Linked DNA regions of Mus musculus: regions 1 and 2 are each linked to region 3. A link is a contact called in public Hi-C and Micro-C data. All regions are on one chromosome and are shown on one strand. Each heading gives the region's core, a stretch centred on a gene start, on an enhancer-like site or on the middle of the called end of the contact. The rest is flanking DNA. Distances are from core to core; before and after follow the strand shown. Region 1 holds the start of Trmt61a (tRNA methyltransferase 61A). Region 2 holds the start of Mark3 (MAP/microtubule affinity regulating kinase 3). Region 3 holds the start of Traf3 (TNF receptor-associated factor 3).

Region 1 (3,513 bases), core at 98-2,597, 510 kb before region 3:
TGCTGCATCCAGTGGCCTCAGTACCTAAGGGTGGGCATGTGAGAGACAGCTAGCTCAGACCCTTCTAGCTACCACCTGGCCTCGTATCAGTGACAGTGCTAATCTTCGATGGAACTAGGGAAGGGCCTGGCTGTAAGTGTGGGACAGACTTCTCTCTGCAATGAGCTCTGGAGTATCCAGCCTCCCTCCAGGAAGGGGCAGCTGGCCTAGAAAAAAAGCAGTCAGCACCTTGGCCAGCATCAAGCAATCCCAGCTCCGACCTCATAGGGCACCTCCTCCTCTTTCTTCTCCAACCCAGGTTAGCTCCCATCAGCTGCCATTTCGATGACAGCAGCTAGTACTGCTTCTGGCTTCACTCCCTGCAGCCACACCCTCCCTTGCAAGCGGAGTTGCTAAATAAAAGCTAGAAGAACCAAGTAGTTCAGCGCACAACTGCAGGAAGGATCGGCTGCAAACCGTCTTATCTGAGCTCATACCAGAGGAGCTCACCTGATTCACAGACCACAGAACCGGGACGCAGCTCCAGCATCATGGTGATCAAGGCAATGTCGGTGGAGTAGAGGATCTGCGTGCGGTGGGGCAGGTTCACTGTCCAGAGCTCAGGAGTGGGGTGCAGCACATACACCCAGCCGCCTCTGCTGCAAATCACCTTGGAGCCAAATGGGCGGCCAATGAGGTCCACCGAGTGCCTCAGGACGCCATGCCGGGTCTGGGTCTGTGCCCCACGCTGCACACGCACTGCTACCATCGAGCCGTGCCCCAGTGACAGGATGGCTGTGTCGCCTTCCTTGATCAGCTCCTCGTATGCCACGAAACTCATGGTGTTAACGTTTGCCAAGGGTCAGGGACCTGGAGAAGTGGTGTGTGGACGTGAGGTCAGAGGACCAGGAGGCAGGATGAAGATCTGTGGTCTGGACAGAGAGGTCTGTGGGGCCTGGGTTCTGAGCAGGGTTAGCGGACTTGCTTAGCCAACCCAACAGAGCTGCACTCTAGCCTAACATATGGAGCCCTTCTGGAGGTCTCTATTCTCGGAGTACACAAGAGAGTGCACAGCGACAGGAGCCCAAGGATTCCCACACATGAAGAACCAGAATCCCCTAGTGTGAAGGCGGCAGCCTCTGATAGCGTGCACAGCAGGGGAGAGAAGCCACCTCCGAGCCCGGAATCCCCGTAGCCCCTTGCCCAGAGTCTCCACGGAGGGCTCCCGACGGCAGGGAAGGCTGGCCTCCCGCCGAACAGCACGGGACCTGCCAGCAAGCCCGGAGCGCCGCTCCCAGCTCGGAAACTCACGCAGCATAAACCGGCTCCCGGCTCCACACGTGGCTCCACGGCGGCCGTAGCACTTCCGGTGCTTTTTGATGACGTCAAACCAACGCAGGGCTCTCTGGGAGTCGCCGCGCTGTCCTTTGCGTGCTCCCAGAGGACCTTTTCTGGCTGGCGTCTCTTCGGCTGTGTTCTTCTGTGCAGGCTTGCACGTTGCCTAAGAGATCCGAGCGCTGTGCGAAATAAAAGTCCCCTGCTCGCCCGCGGCCTGTCCGCGCGCGGCCTTTTAGGGCTGCCCGGTGCACGAAGTGTCTGCCCGCGGGATACGCATGACCCTAAAGAGCACTTTGACAACTATGTAACCCCAGGACCTCCCTACTATGGCCCACCAGGACATTTTTGTCATTGCAAACAGCTCTGAAACACCCTGTCTGGGCTCCAGAATAAATGCCATAAAGTGGAAACGCAGGCAAAGGGATGAGGGTTAGCTCAAAGACTTTGGCTAGGGCTGGGCCGAGTAAAAGGAGTAGAGTTAGTCTGGAGTATTCTGCAAAAGTGGCCCTAGGCCAGGTCCTGCCTGAGGGGGAGGGCACAAAGCGTCCCTTTCCAGGATCCCTGGCATCTTGAGAGCCTATGAAGTGAAGGAAGATTCTTCCTCCGGGTGTGCAGTGGAGAGGGGAGTAGGCAGGCATGGGGCAGAGAGAGTGGAGAGCCTTCCTGCACACCTCAGCTGGTAGAAAAGAAGAGAAGGAAACGTTAGCTATGCAGAACCAGCAGCAGTGACCAGCTTAAGGCTGCACTCTCCATGAAGAGACTTTGACCCAGCCTGCCTTTTCTAGAATCCCGCCAGCCTATAGGGATCCTCTGGGGCCAGGCTAGGCCAACCTGTGATGTCCTTGCCCTAGAAACTCAGGTGCCTGACTTCAGACCTCCTCAAATTTCTGCCCTGATTGACCTTAGTATGATAGCCCTGGAAGGACAGACAGTGAGGGTTTTTCTTGGTCGCCCATGTCTTCAGCTGAGACATCCCAGCCATATCCACAGCCCCACAACCCTTTTCTTTCTTTTTTTCGTCTTTATTGAATAATTTATTTACATTTCAAATGTTTTCCCCTTTCCAGGACTTCCCTTCAGAAACTCCTTATCCCATCCTCCCTGCCCCCACAACCCCTGTTCTAACAGGGTACTTCATTCCCTTGGTGGTGCACAGCCCAATACACATCCTAATTGCCCCTCTGGAGAGTTAGACTTTTCACTTCTCCTGGGAGGTTCCTCTTCCTCAGCTTCTCGGTGGCATGGAGACCAGGCCTGATTACATCCCCACCCAACCTATGAGTTCAACGGGGGGGGGGGGGGGGGCTTGGTTCCACTTGCCCACTGCTGGCTTCTCAGTTCTTCCTGTGTACCTCTTCTACAGTCCATCTTCTCAGAACTAGTCATCTGTTATGCCCAGCCTCAGCCTGGAGTCTTCAAGCAGAACCAGCAGCTTAAGACCCTAGCTGGTGAGGTGAGGGTGGGGAGATTTCCCAGCGCAGTTTATGCACTGAGTTCTAATAAGAACAGATGCTTCATGTGGCCAGTTCACTCTCATGTCATTGAATCCTCTTCCTTACAATTTTATGACCACTTTACAGATGGGGAACAGAAAGCTAATTTGTGTAACATCATACCGACAACATGGTTCATGCAGGGCTATATTTTGTCTTTCAGACAGCCTCCCTATATAGCCTTGGCTGCCTGGAACTCACTATGTAGATCAGGCTGGTCTCAGACCCAAGAGATCTGCCTGCTCTGCCTAACAAATACTGTGCTTAAAGGTGTGCTCCACCCTGGCCTGAGGGATTCCAGTTCAAAGCCTAGAGTCAGAGAACTGATAGCGCTCTTGGGCAAGAACAGGGGCAGCCAGCCCCAGAGGAAAAGAAGCTGAAGATGTCTTTGGGGGAGGCTGCTCCACCTGCACCTCTGGCAGGGCCTAAGTTGCCAAGAGTCCCCCTTTGACTGGCACAGCCTCCTGCTGCACTGTCTGCAGCCCTCACCTCTCTTCTGACCCCTGTCAACTTCCCCTTTGCCCTCCATGAGCAAGGGAGCAGAGAGGAAGAGATACACCTTGGCCACAGACTGTGGCTAGCCTCTGGCGAACCTGGAGCCCATGGCCCTATCTGTTCTCCATTTGCCCTGCTGGACTGGACCCTGCTCTATGATTAAAAAACTCAGTCTATGATTATCAAAGACTCCTTTGATACCCCTTCC
Region 2 (3,311 bases), core at 558-3,057, 410 kb before region 3:
CAGCCCAAGCAACACAGCAAGAACTGTGGAACAAAGAAGTGAGGAAGAGAAAAAAAAGAGAAAGAAGGGGAGAAGGGTGAGGAAGGAAGAGGAGGGAAAAGGTCTAGTCTAAGCTCTCCCAGTTAGGAAATCTTCTATCTATCTCAGGGGGAAGAACATATACAACTGTATAGTAACACACCACAGAGATGACTTAGACCAAATAGATTAAATTACCTAATAGCTATCAAGCACAAGTGTCATTTTGAAGATTAAAATGAAGGCATTTGATACCACTAGGTCACCATGTCTAAGGATGGTTTTCAAAGCATGAAAACACCCGAAGCATGAAAGCTTTTCCAAAGAGACTGCATTTTCTTGCCAGCAGTTACCTCATAGCTCCGCATAATGAAAGGCCAGTGAAGTTTCTTTACAAGTTATTTACTAAATGCTTTACAGAGGACAAAGCTAGGCTGGAACACTTTGGAATCCGATGCGGAAGAAGAGTTCAAAAAACACTTGGGCAGGTCAAACATTTCTTCAGTAGAACTTCTACTACACGTTTGTCACTCCCTAGCAATGCTGCTCCAGGCTGTGGTTTGGTTTGGTTCTGCAGGTCCTTTCCAACAAAATCCTTTTACATAGATTTGCTGGGTGTGCACACTGGACCGGGCCTGAGAGCTACTCCAAGCCAACCTTTTGCAGCGGAAGGAAAAGGCAACCCAGTGGGTGTCCCTCGGCCGGGCAGCAGAACAGAGCAGAGCTTCACATCTGCTTCTCAAAACACTCAGCCCGCTGCTTCCGAACAGATTTAGCTTTGCCAAGGACGGGAAGCTACTCCTTGATAAAGGCAGCGGCTCTGGAGCAGAGAACTACTCTTGTGAGTGCGGGAACTACGGGGGCCCACAAGGATCTCTCCACGGGGCACTTAGTTTTGGCAGTTGTCATTAAACTTAGTCCCCTTTTAAAGGGCGCTCCGCTCGACCCGATTGGATCCTATTAATCTGCACCTAGGTCTGACTGGCAGGCTCAGACCCTGCCCGACGTTAAGAGGAGAGTTGTGTTCAACCGCGCACTGGCCGCAGCAGCGCACGGACGGGTAATGCTCAGCCGACCGTAAGGACAGCGCGCAGGCCGCACGCGCGCCGCAGGACAGGGCTGCGCCTTGACCCCTGCCTGGAGCATCTGGGCTGGATCCCCCTGCTACCACCCTGAGGGTCTGCCACCCTGCAGCGCAGTCCACTCACGTTTTCAGTGTCTCGTTCATTCACCGTTGGCAAAGGGGTCCTAGTGGACATCTTATTGCGCTTTGATTCCGCACAACGCCAAGGCGAAAACAAAACCGCCCAGCTTTGGGCGGCCGGCGAGCAGCGGCCGCGAGCCTCCGGGCCCTGCCCTCCCTGGCCGGAGTCTAGATCTCCGGCCTGGCCCGGGCCGTGCGCCCGCGGGCCCCGGGGCTCATTCTCCCCCAGCGCCGGCGGCCGCACTGGAAGCGGGCCGGCTGGCCGCCGCCGCAAGCCTCAGGGCACCTCACGGGCCTCGCGGGCCCCGCGCCTCCTCGCCGCTCGCAGCCGCAGCGCCGCGGAGCTCAGCCCCGGGGGCTCGACACGGCGCGGCCGGCAGCCCCTGAAGAGGCAGCAGCGCAGGAGGATGGAGCGGAGATGGAGCGCAAGACAGGCCGCCGCGGCCTGCAGGCGCCGACCATGGAGGGAGCCGCGGAGGAGGCGCCCACGCCCGGCTGCTTTCCCTTCTCCGGCTCGCTTTCCGCCCGGCCTCGCCCTGCCGGCTGCCACCGCCGCTCCCGGCACCTCAGGAGCCTTACAGACTCAAGATGGCCGCGCCTCGGCTTCCTCCGCTGCCTCCGGCTGCCGGAAGTGACGCTACGGCCGCCTGGAGTTCCGCCAATCAGCGCGGTCGGAGCTAGCTGCCGGCTGCTGTTGCTAGGGGCGACTCGTCCTGTTGGGTCTGAGGGGGTGGTGCCGTCGGAAAGGTCTTGCTTGGTCTCCTCTCTAGCGGGCGGAGAGTTCCAATGGTCCAGATTGCCTGGGCATCCCTGACCCCTCCGGACCACTTCCCTAGAGGGCATCCTGTGCCCGACTGCTGGGCTGGCATTTGCAGAGTACAGATCTAGGCTGTCTGGATTATACTACACATGAAGAGCCTACTGTTTGCAAAAATTGACTTTTCTTTCCCGCGGCCACGCTGCAAAGGATGGAGCTCCAGCAGCGAAGCAGCAGTCACTGGTCTAGCTGAAGAGGAAGGAGCCAGGCTCCTGCTTCGTAACCGAGGCATCTAGCATCCAGCCAAAGAACTTTTTTGCCTCTGACTAAGGAGCCACTGGTTATCGGAGCCGGCTCAATTGAATACCCATTCGGATGAAAGAGTGAAGTATAAAATAACAAGGTAGCACAAAAAGCTGGGAAGAGGGACTCGATGAGATCACGTAGACGCCCCCAGGATCAGATCCTAAATGCCGGTAGGGGCTTATATAATCAATATTTCTCTGTCTCTTCCTCTCCCTTTCGTTCTCTCACTCCCTCTATCCCTCACTTTTCCCCTCTGTCCCTTTCTCCTTCCTCCTCTCTCGCCTCTCCCTCTCTTACTTCAGTCTTCTGAAGAGCGATATTGCTACAGGCTTGGACCAGGGAGTGACCTGCAGGTGGAACTCTGAATATGCTGCCTCTTCTAGAAGGCCTGCTCAGCGTGTCACCTCTTTATGTCTTCTAAGGAGAGAATCCATTGGTAGAGGAGGGAGGGCTATGTGAGCCGGGGTAAGACAAACTGTTACTAATAGTCCACCTTGTGCCGGTTATTCATTAAGCCTCAGTGTAGCCGCATAAGATGCTCAGGCACAGCACGTGACCTAAAGTCTGGGTAAGTTGGTTACTTTACCCAGGCCATCGGTGGTGTTGGTTATAGAAGGATCTGAACCCCATTCCTACAGCTTTAGAAATGGCTAAACTTGTGAGTGACTAAACTTTGCTTTCTTTCCTTCTTATGTTTTGTTTGCTTGCTTTGGTTCTGCCCCCCCAACACCCCGATATCCTGGTGTATCCTGCTTTGTGAAACAACAGATCTTCAAACACCAGCATCACATCCAGAGAGGCCAGAGGGTCCCAAGACAAAACAAGCCGGGGCCAAGACGCACTCAGAGCTCCTATCTCACCCTCTTAGGGGTGTGCTCGGGGCACCAGATGGGTTATTAAATGTTATTCTCTTTCTCCCTTTTTGGTTAAGCAGAGGACTGCAGAGGAAAGCCTCTGAATCAAATGTTTGCTCCACACAGTTCAACTGAAATGTAGGTTGTGATGAGTGGACACGTGCTCCACAGC
Region 3 (3,028 bases), core at 210-2,709:
GAAACATTTCCTCTCCTTTAAGTAAAGGATGGCTGTACACTATTTTGCTAAACACCCTACAATGATGCAGTATTTTCAACAGGCCATTTTCCAAGATCTGAAAAACACCAGAAGGTTTTAAGAGCTGACTGAGGGTTCCCCTGAACAATTTCTACATATAAGCATTTTACACACAATACAAAACAGCATTTCTAAAGATTTCACTTGTGTATCTAGTCACAGAAATGCTACCAAAAAAAAAAAAATTATGGCTCCTCTTCAGTTGTATGCTGTGAATGTAAATTAAGATGACAATACAACACTCGATAAACCCTTTAAGACTCCACAAAAAAAGAGCATACTTACAAATGTGTGTACGTAACACACACACACACCCTTCTATTTCATTCTCAAAACTGAGTCAAAGCTCAGTACAAAAGCCGTGAAAATAAAATCAGTTCCTTCAACCGATCATTAATCTGAATGCTTCTTCGATTTCAGAGCACGTCCACAACACTTCACCCATTTGCATGTTGTTGCCGTTTTAAATTAAAGGTAAAGAATTGTCCACGCAGAATTCTCTCTAAAGGTCTAATCCTGATACCCGGGTCCCCAACCGGTGGTGATGACAGTGTAGAAACGTGGCGAAACGTACATGAGCCATAGCCTGGCGCCTCCAAAACCTGCAAGCCCCGCGGCAAGGATCGTTTTAATGGCTCGCCCGTGGGGAGCCCACTCTGACCTTTGGTGTTAATCGAAGGTGGAAGGTGTGCATTCGGCCCCAGCTGGATCCCAGAACCGCCTGCCTTCCAGCCTCTCTGCAGCTCTCCGACTATGAATCAGTCATTCATCTGCAGAGCAATGACTCAGTATAAACTTTTAAATAATGGCTCAAAAACCCACCTCCACCAGCCAGGGCGAGCACGCTCATCTATGCGGGCACCCTGTCTCCGCCGCTCCGCACCGCGCCAAAGCCCCGGGCCTCGGAGATGCTGACGGCTCGGCACCCCTCGGGGCGGGCACCCAGGGCTCGAGGCCTGCCTGCCCCGTCTGCCCGGAGCGCCGGCGCCTCGGGCCCGGAGCTGGCCGCACACACAAAGTTTCCAAAGTTGGGGCGGCGGGCGGGCCGCACCGCAGACGGTGAGGCGGCCGGGCCTGGCAGCGAAGGACCCGCCGGGCCCGGGGCCGCCGCCGGGATGGAGCCGCCCGCCGCCCCGCCGCCCGCCGCCCCCGGCCCGCGACCTTACCCCGAGGCCCGCCCGTTCGGCCGGCTCAGGGGCGCCGCGCGCATCCTCCGCCGCCTTCTGCAGCGTCCAGCTCCCCGGGCAGCCCCATGTCGGGGGGCGGGGAAGGGCCGGCGGCCGCCGCCGCCGCCGCCGGCTGGAAAGTCCCTGCTGGGCTGCAACCCGGCTCGCGCACGCGGCGGCCGCCGGCCGCGCCGCCTCACGCACCCTCGCGCTGGCACTTCCTCTCGCGCGCTGGAAATCCCCGCGGGCCGCCTGGGCGCGCGCCCCAGCGCGCCCGCCCCCGCCGCCCGCGCGCGCCTCCCCGCCCCCCCCCTCATCCCCTTCGGCTGGCGCGCGCCCGCGCCCGTTGCTAGGGACCCTCGGCCCCGCGCTCGCCGCCGGCCTTAGCAACGGCGGCGCGCGCCCCAGGCCCTCAGGGCCCTGGCCCCTCCGCGCGCGCGCGCGCGCCCTCGCGCCCCGCCCGCGTCCCGGTCTTTCCGGGTCAAAAAGCCAGTCGAGCGGAGGGGAAGCAAGGAAGGTTCCTCGCCTTGCCACCTCGACGGGCGGCCCAACAGTCTCGCCTACTCGGGCACTCAGGTCCTTGCACCTGTAGAAGACACTCACTCGCGGGCGCCCATTGACACGCGTGCAGAGTTCGTTCCTAGTGTCTCCTGTCCAAGAACACACATCTTCACCGACAGAGTTCACAGGCAGGCGGGCAGGTCTCACAGTCCACATTAGCACACAGCCATGCCACCCTCACACATGCCCCTCGTATGCTCACAGGCGGGTCTGGTACCATCTGACCCAGCTCTAGGGGTTTAGCAGAGTCCTCCTCGGCTCCCTACATACCCACCCGAAGTGGATCTGCCCTGTGTGGACAGGGTGGCCAATTTGTCCTGGGTACTTCTCTAAGCCAGGGACACCCATTTCTCCAGCAGCTTCATCTTGCTGTCTCATGGTCACAGGGCCCCACCAGATGTCCCTACTGCCATGGCAAGATGGGAGCAAATGGGGGTCTATCCTTACAAAGTTCAGACACTTGAGCAAAGAGGCCATGATTGTTTCCAAGTCATCTGGAAGCTCACACATCCCTTCTCAATAAAGTTTGTCGGATCCTAGGCTGGAACGGAGACCAGTGTGACCAGGCTGCGCAGGAAGTCCAGCATCTTCTGTCCAGCTTACCTCATGGAATGTTCTAGAAGCCTGGATAGTCTGACAGGACATCTCTGAATGCAGTAGCCCAACAGGTGCCTGTTCGAGAGCCCACATAGGCCTTGCTAGCCAGGCTCAGCTAGGCCAGTGGCGCCCTCATCTGGGCCACAGGCCACAGTTCTGAGTTCAGAGTCAGGTCAGATCCAGGGTTCCCCAAGGCAACAGTGCTAGAACGACAGTCCCATCTATGAGGACCCTGGAGCTCACTATTAGCCCCTTTCCCCTCGTGGGTGTCTTTAATGGCCCGGAATGCTCAGAGTGCCCCTGCCTTCTTTAACCGTGTTCTCAGACCTCTACTGTTCGACCCCAGCCCTGTCCAGGGCACCTTTCTCACACGCCTTTCACGGCACAAGGAAAACTGCCCAAATCCAGAAAGGCTTCCTTCTCTAGGCTGCACTATTTGGACTCTTTTCAAATAAGCCACCAGGCAGAAGGTACAAAGACCTGTGCGTGGGGCTTCCTATGGCTGCGTGGCTCCTTTTATTCTCTGCCAAAGCACTAGTAAGCCTTCTTCAGAATGAGTGGGTAGAGTCCAGCCGCGTGGAGCTCTCTACGGGTGAGACCAGCTGCTGCTCCCCCACCCCGAGCCCTTCTTCTCCCATTTAGCA

The links. Hi-C and Micro-C count contacts between places; a contact is called where the count stands out from the background.
Region 1: a Hi-C map of CD4 T cells shows a contact between it and region 3, with 4 times the contacts expected there. The contact joins the promoter of Trmt61a here to the promoter of Traf3 in region 3. A contact is called at or near these places in 2 of 39 promoter capture datasets (both in liver) and 1 of 484 Hi-C or Micro-C datasets (CD4 T cells).
Region 2: a Micro-C map of embryonic stem cells shows a contact between it and region 3, with 2.5 times the contacts expected there. The contact joins the promoter of Mark3 here to the promoter of Traf3 in region 3. A contact is called at or near these places in 2 of 39 promoter capture datasets (both in liver), 1 of 484 Hi-C or Micro-C datasets (embryonic stem cells), 3 of 115 datasets of contacts at active chromatin or transcription factors (effector CD8 T cells, memory CD8 T cells and microglia) and 1 of 9 other capture datasets (liver).

The regions. Positions count from the first base shown.
Region 1 is chr12:111,675,939-111,679,451 of GRCm38.p6, reverse strand. It overlaps Trmt61a (tRNA methyltransferase 61A), which reads right to left and starts at 1,347. Exons shown (of 4, transcript NM_001099793.1): 1 at 1,291-1,347; 2 at 490-849. The coding sequence starts at 820.
Region 2 is chr12:111,573,017-111,576,327 of GRCm38.p6, reverse strand. It overlaps Mark3 (MAP/microtubule affinity regulating kinase 3), which reads right to left and starts at 1,807. Exons shown (of 18, transcript NM_001370744.1): 1 at 1,227-1,807. The coding sequence starts at 1,277. 2810029C07Rik (RIKEN cDNA 2810029C07 gene) reads left to right here and starts at 1,926. Exons shown (of 2, transcript NR_045295.1): 1 at 1,926-2,455; 2 at 2,588-3,311.
Region 3 is chr12:111,164,801-111,167,828 of GRCm38.p6, reverse strand. Traf3 (TNF receptor-associated factor 3) reads right to left here and starts at 1,459. Exons shown (of 12, transcript NM_011632.3): 1 at 1,227-1,459. All of the region lies in intron 2 of 4930595D18Rik (RIKEN cDNA 4930595D18 gene), which reads left to right.